2 separate regions of the Drosophila melanogaster genome follow, and region 2 is linked to region 1. A link is a contact called in public Hi-C data. All regions are on one chromosome and are shown on one strand. Each heading gives the region's core, a stretch centred on a gene start, on an enhancer-like site or on the middle of the called end of the contact. The rest is flanking DNA. Distances are from core to core; before and after follow the strand shown.

The links. A called contact is a pair of places that touch in the nucleus more often than the background predicts.
Region 2: a contact with region 1 is called in a Hi-C map of the Kc167 cell line, with 1.6 times the contacts expected there. The contact joins the enhancer-like site here to the promoter of Mur11Da in region 1. A contact is called at or near these places in 16 of 107 Hi-C or Micro-C datasets (the Clone 8 cell line, the Kc167 cell line, the OSC cell line and 6 more) and 1 of 6 datasets of contacts at active chromatin or transcription factors (the Kc167 cell line).

Annotation. Positions count from the first base shown.
Region 1 is chrX:12,966,032-12,969,374 of dm6, forward strand. Mur11Da (Mucin related 11Da) reads left to right here and starts at 1,857. Exons shown (of 3, transcript NM_167344.5): 1 at 1,857-2,103; 2 at 2,201-3,343. The coding sequence starts at 1,878.
Region 2 is chrX:13,064,736-13,068,078 of dm6, forward strand. It overlaps rsh (radish), which reads left to right. Exons shown (of 19, transcript NM_001298250.1): 8 at 3,312-3,343. Among named protein-coding and RNA genes, the nearest start is that of mir-971, 4.3 kb to the left of the region's middle. Within about 2 kb of position 1,861, at least 5 of the 39 cell types and tissues checked have an H3K27ac peak or open chromatin away from gene starts, as enhancers often do. A contact at or near this core is called in the Kc167 cell line, where this site is marked.

The DNA of each region.
Region 1 (3,343 bases), core at 607-3,106:
CCACGAGCATTATAGAATCCTAAAGAGCCAGAAACTTATATTCTTTACACAATATTTAAATATTTATGTTATTTTATATCTTTAAAGTTAATGGAACTCGAAATATTCAAATATTGCGGTTGCATTTTGCGATGCAATGTCCATGATGAACATGTAAAATTCGACACAATTTATCCAGACATACGGACATTTGCCGGAAAGCCGGCTTTGAATGTGTCTTGAAACTTGGCTGGTGGGATGGAAATTGAAATGGAAACGGAACTGAACTGAGTTGAAACCCGTCGAAGTTCTCGGTATGGCAGCACATAAATCAGCTGGCTTCGCTACGTGCATAACTAACTTATTGCACACTTTGGGGCAGCTATATTGCAATTGTTTGCTGCCACACAATCGCCAGTCATGGGCGAATTTGTCTTGGGTCTTAGCCTTAAGCCTGGCAGTAACAAATACTTGTGCATAAACACAAACACACACACACACACGTGTTTGTGTGTGACACAAGGATGCTATCCTGCGCACTGCTAATTGAATCAGAAACCGCACCATGAAATCAGCAGGCAAACGAAACGGCCAACGCGGCGGATGCGCAATGCGAAATGAAAAAGGGGACTATTTTAGAGCATGGCAAAGGATTGCCCACCAGATTGATAAATCCCCAGGCGGAATGCCTTTGACATAAAAAAAAAAGGACACGAGTGGGGCATACATTTATGCGATTCCTGAATAAATCATTTAGTTGCAGTGACCGTCTTCTTTTTATATTCTGTTTTTATTTCAACCCAAAATAAATACGCTTCTAATGTGTGTGTGCGCACGCGGTTGTATTTGCGTGAGATTTTTTGGACATGACAGGATGATTGTTTTCCTCCGGAACCCATGGCGTATGAGCAATATGTGTATCGCGTAAAATAAACAATACTCACACAGCGAAAAGCCACACGAATTAAGGAAATTTGCCGAATGAAGCGTGCAATTAAATGTAATTTAATGTTCTCTGTTTACCTCGACGGCGGGGTGCCTCACGTACTAATATGTTTCGATCGAAGTTTACGACTCGATGTTGGCGTCTTGACTGCCGAATCCTAAAAACGATCAAATTGCCGAGTAACGCGCTAAAATTCACAACACTTGAAACTAACAAAAAAAAATTGAGAACGGACTTCGAATCCCGCGACCGTTGTGTTCGCCACAGCAACCGGTTGGCAAGTGAATAAAAAAATTCACAACGATGCTAGGAAAACCGACGCGAAGGATTCAAATGGGCAAGCAGTTCTCGTCCCACTGCTTGCCGAAAACTGTTATACATAAGTAAAGTAAAGTTTTTTTTTGGTCTTTTGAAAATGGCTTGTTTAAGTAGCAACAGCACGTTGTGCTGGCAAAAAATATAAAATCTCAAACCACAAAATTATTCCAAAAACCACGGTGAAAGGTTTTATCAAGTTTTTCAACCAAGAACGTTTGCTGCACTGCTTCCAGAGCTTTTGGCATAAGCAGTGCAAATTGCTAAAGCATTGTGACAAGCAGTGCTTTTTACTTTAGATTGCGGGGGTTTCGATTTAAAATTGTTTCGTTGTACTCCGATTCAAAAAATATGGGGGACTCTATATCTGAACCACGGCCAGGCAACTGAGACGAGACCAAAGAAAGAAAATTCGAGAAGGTGTTATTTATATATACCTTTTTTGTTTGAATTTCTAGTGGTTACAATGGAAATGTTGGTCTGGCACGTATAGTTCCGATAGACAGACGCCGTCTGCGGCTGTTGTTTGTAGTCATTGTTGTTTCTCCAGAGATTTACCTTTGAGAAGAACAAGTCGGTCGTATAAATAGTTGTCGAAGGGTAAGGTGAAGTCATCAGTTACACACCGACCTTTACAATGTTGAGAGCGTTTGCCTTTACTGTCCTGCTTACAGCTTTGACCTTGTCTCAAGGACATGGGGATGATTACCTGAGATTTCCAGATCCCGGAAACATTCCGAGATACAACCAACGACCCTGTGGTCCCCGAGTCTGTGGCAAAAGTGGACATTGTTATCGCAGCTTTGAGAGCATTTGTGACTTTAACGACTACAACCTGAAGATGATATTCAGTGGACAAGAGTGTAAGTATTATAGCAGTTTAAATACCATGACTTATAATTATATAATAAGACTATAAAATCATTGTTAAATAATGTGTTGTTTATTTTGTTCACATAGTATTCGAATTGACAGAACCGATTTATTGCCAACCGTCGCCTCCACGGACGAAGCTTGTTGATGTTGGCTACTATTTCAATCACCGGAGCTTGTTAGTGGCTCAATCGCAGCCTTCGGCCTATTCATCGCCTATTCCAAGACCCAGTTTTACCCAAAATCCGAAAAATATTGAACATTACGACGCATATCCGTCATCAGATTCTTATGGGCCAGTTCAAGACTATGAACTTCCTTATCCGGTATGGGCATTTAAACGGCCCCAAGCACCACCTAGAAGTCCCCCCGTCAGTTATAGACCTCCTTATTGGTACTATCCAACAAGACGGCCCGAAATAACAAAGCCATGTTACGGAAGAACTACGACCGCCACAAAAGCTCCTGTCACCACTACCACAACAACGGAGGCATCTACAACGACGACTACAATTGAACCATCAACATCAACAAATGCGGCATTTACAACAACAACAAGCACTGAAGCTTCCACAACAACAACTACGGAAGGAACAACAACATCTACAGAGCAAACAACAACTACTAAAACTACATCACCATCAACATCTACAGAAATATTAACAACAACCACCGAACTCACGACATCAACAGAACCAGCAAGAACAACTGAATCTACAACAACCACAATTGCAGATTCAGCTAGCACAATCACTGAACAATCTAATACTACAGAGCCAACAACAACCGCAGAGCCCACAACAACCACAGAGCCCACAACAACCACAGAACCAACAACAACCACAGAGAACACAACAACGACAGAACCAACAACAACCACAGAGCCCACAACAACCACAGAACCAACAACAACCACAGAGAACACAACAACAACAGAACCAACAACAACCACAGAGCCCACAACAACCACAGAACCAACAACAACCACAGAGTCTACTACAACCACAGAACGTGTTACAAATACAGATCTAACGACAACAACGACCCTCTTAACAACAACAAAATCACAAACATCAACGGACCCATCAACAACAAGTTCTACAACCGAACCTTCAACGACAACCAACAGAAGTTCCTCATCTACAACAACAACGACCGTAACAACAGAACCTTCAACGACCACGACGGTTTCTTCCACAACAACTACAAAAGATCCAACAACAACAGAAT
Region 2 (3,343 bases), core at 611-3,110, 99 kb after region 1:
TAAGCGGAAATCCTTGTGGCCAGAAATTGAAAGGATGGATGAATGGATGAATGGATGAATGGATGGATGGATGGATGGTTGGCTGGTTGGCTGATGAGTGGATGACACAGCAGGGCTTGAAGGCAGGATAAGCAGCTCTCATAATTAACGCTGAATGAATGAAAAACAAGCCCGGAGTTTGGATCGACATGATGGCCCTATCAACAAAAGAAAGCCACCATTATTAATTAATTGTATTTAACTTGGTTTAATTTAATTTTTAATAACTTTATTTCGAGCGACCACAAACGAAACGATAAACTGTTAGCAAACCAATTATTTGCTGAAACAAAACAAAAAATAAAAATAAAACAAATTAACACCGATGCATCAAATTATCCATTATTTGCCAATCAATTTTGTGCTTCGAGCGAATTCATTTTTATTTGATTGCATGCGGCGAAATACGGGTATATTTACTCATTTGCTGCCTGTACAAATTTGAGTTGAACCTGAGATTTGTTAATTTATTGCTTACACCTGCAATTCAAACCGCTCCATTTGCGGTTCCTGTGCCGAAAATGCCATTTAAATTGCTGCACGAGTGCGGCCACACAAATCAACACAATCGCATCTCTCAATTTGGGGCATTGCAAATGTTTGCACCAACCACACACATATCACCACCAGCTGCAATTTGCACCAAATACTCAAATGGACTATGAAATAGCAGGTTTACTCACTCGTAGTACAACAATTGGGATTGCAGCCTGCAAACTTTGAGATACATTCATTTTCTTTTTTTTTTTTTTTTGGTATAAAATTACACATCATGCGTTTTAAAGCATCCATTGATTGATATATAGAATAGAGAAAGCTCTTCAGTTTCTCAAGTAGCCATGCCATTAAATATCTTCAGTTGTGAGGGACCTCTTCGCGCTTTCTATTTTCACTCTGTTGGCGATTTGCCTGCCCGTTGAGCTGCTTCTCAGATTATAGACCATCTCATCCACGATATTCCATTTTGCCCGGCTATACTTTGTATACATATTACATGGCCGGGTGTCAGTTGGTCTGATTTGTTTGCCATCGCCGGCTTGGCAAGTGGCCATTACAAGTGGCAAGATGAAATAGTTGCCCGGCCAGCTTCCGGTTGCCTTCATTCCTCCTGGGAGGCCAACACAAACGATGCCCATCAATTTGGTTGTTTGTGTTTATTTTCATGTTTTGTGCCCCATGCTGCATGTTGCTGCCGTGCAGTTGCAACACGAGCTGTGGTTGTTGCTGCTGCCAGGGTGGATGAAAAATGAACCGGACGGGATGTTATTTGTATGGGACACAAGCGAACGGGATCAGAAACAGCAGCTGGAAGCGGGGGCGGGGTAAAGGGGCAAGGGGCAGGAGCAGCGGCAGCGTGGAAGAGCGCCAAAGTGACCCAAAATGGCACGCGGTGTGGGGGGGGGGGGGTGTGTCGGTTTAACTGGCCTTAAAGAATATATAAAATATATATTGCATATCCGCGGGCGCTGTGCACGCAATATTCACGCACACACACGCACAGCCGCCTAAAAATCTGGCAGAGACGAAATTCAGTCGTGGGTCTCAGGACCCTGATCCTACGGAAGAAACTTTCACAAACTTTTAATACTCTCTCGTGCAATTATGTAACAATTTCTAATTTCTAATTAACGCGATTACCATAAATCATTGAGCAGTAATTGGTACGTGTACAAAAAGGCTTTCAAGTTATACAAGTCTTCTTATAATCCTTTTGCTAATTAGTCATTATAGCATAAATATTGCAATATTCATGTAACCCCTACAATCTAGGGTATCAAAGCCTAGGCAAGACCGCAGAAAAACAATGCGAGCAAGCGATTTCATAGCCTACTTAGGGGCGCGCGCTGCGAGTTATTCAAATTTGAATTAGGCAGGGCCACCATTTTATGGCTTTCGCTGTCTGTCTGTCTGTCTGTCTGTGTATGTGTGTGTGCGTGGGTTGTTGTGTGGTCGTACGATATATATATGTGTGTGTGCGTGCGTGCTCCTTGGGCGGCAGGAAAGGACCCGAAAAATATGCAGCATCTGCGTGGTAGACGGGCAAAACTTGCGGCATAAAATGTGTGGCACATGTGTGACGGGAACGGTGAGCGCTCCTTAATTAGATCATAGTTCCCATCTTGGCGCAGGGCAGCATTTTACTGCCATCCCGCTGAAACACGAACACGAAACAGAAACAAGAGCACAAAGAGCCCAAGGATCAGTAGAAGGACCAGGACCAAAACGCCATCAACGTCATGCCCGACATCATCGTCCTCATCATTGTACAGTGGAGTCAAAGGAATAGAAAGTTATGTTCAATCGTGGAATCTGAATAAGGAAATTTTAGCCTAAAACATATCCAAATTAAGTGAAAGATTACGTTAAGAAAATACCCTAAAAGTTGTCCTTTAAGTCGTTATAAAAAAATTGTTGCATTATATTTTTCAACTTTATAAAATGCGAAAATGTTTTAATGTTTACTCAACTCATTGCAATCTGTTTTTAGTGTCTTTAATTTTCTATTGGTTCCGAACCACTGTCCCTGGGGCACAAAGATGTGGCACATTATTGACTCACGCGCCGCATCGAATTTCCAACTCAATCATGGACAGAAAAGTTGATGGCAGAAAAAGGGAAAGTGGGTGGATAGATGGTTGGTTGGTTGGTTGAATGGTTGGTTGGATGGATGGATGGATGGAAAGGGGAAGGGGAAGGGGAAATGGTAAATGCGAAATGGGAAGTTTCGCCTGCTTTATGACTGGCAACTCACGCGACGCCACTCGCCATCGTTTACGGTATTTGCATTTTAATTGAATTGAACTAAATTATTTTGTTTAGAGTTGAAGGAATTGCCAGCCATTGAAAGCCCCAAAGTAGGCAACAGTTTTGCGAGAATGTAAAAGCCACAAGCCGCTAAAAACTTGAGTGAAACTTTGACATAAGACTCTCGCCGCAGGAAGAAAGCAAGATTGTCAGCGAAAACTTTTCTATTTGATGGGAACAGGGGGTCTATACACCGCGGCTGATTGGTGGATAGAATCTTATCCAAACTAAAATCCCAAGTGCCACCTAGAAATTAAGAGTTAAGTCGCCTCAAAAGTGAGAAGAAGCACAAAGTTGGAAATAAAAGAATGTTCTTTTACGTAGGCAGCTGTTCGGCAAATCTTTAAATGATGTTGATTGCCAGTGGGTAACTTAGTTGCTTCACAAATCTAAAGAACTTGCTTTATATGAAATTAATTGGAAGTTGTCAGGATATATTTAATATACATTGCAATAACCCATTGCAGATGAGTTCTGCGAGGAGTATCCGCACAATCTG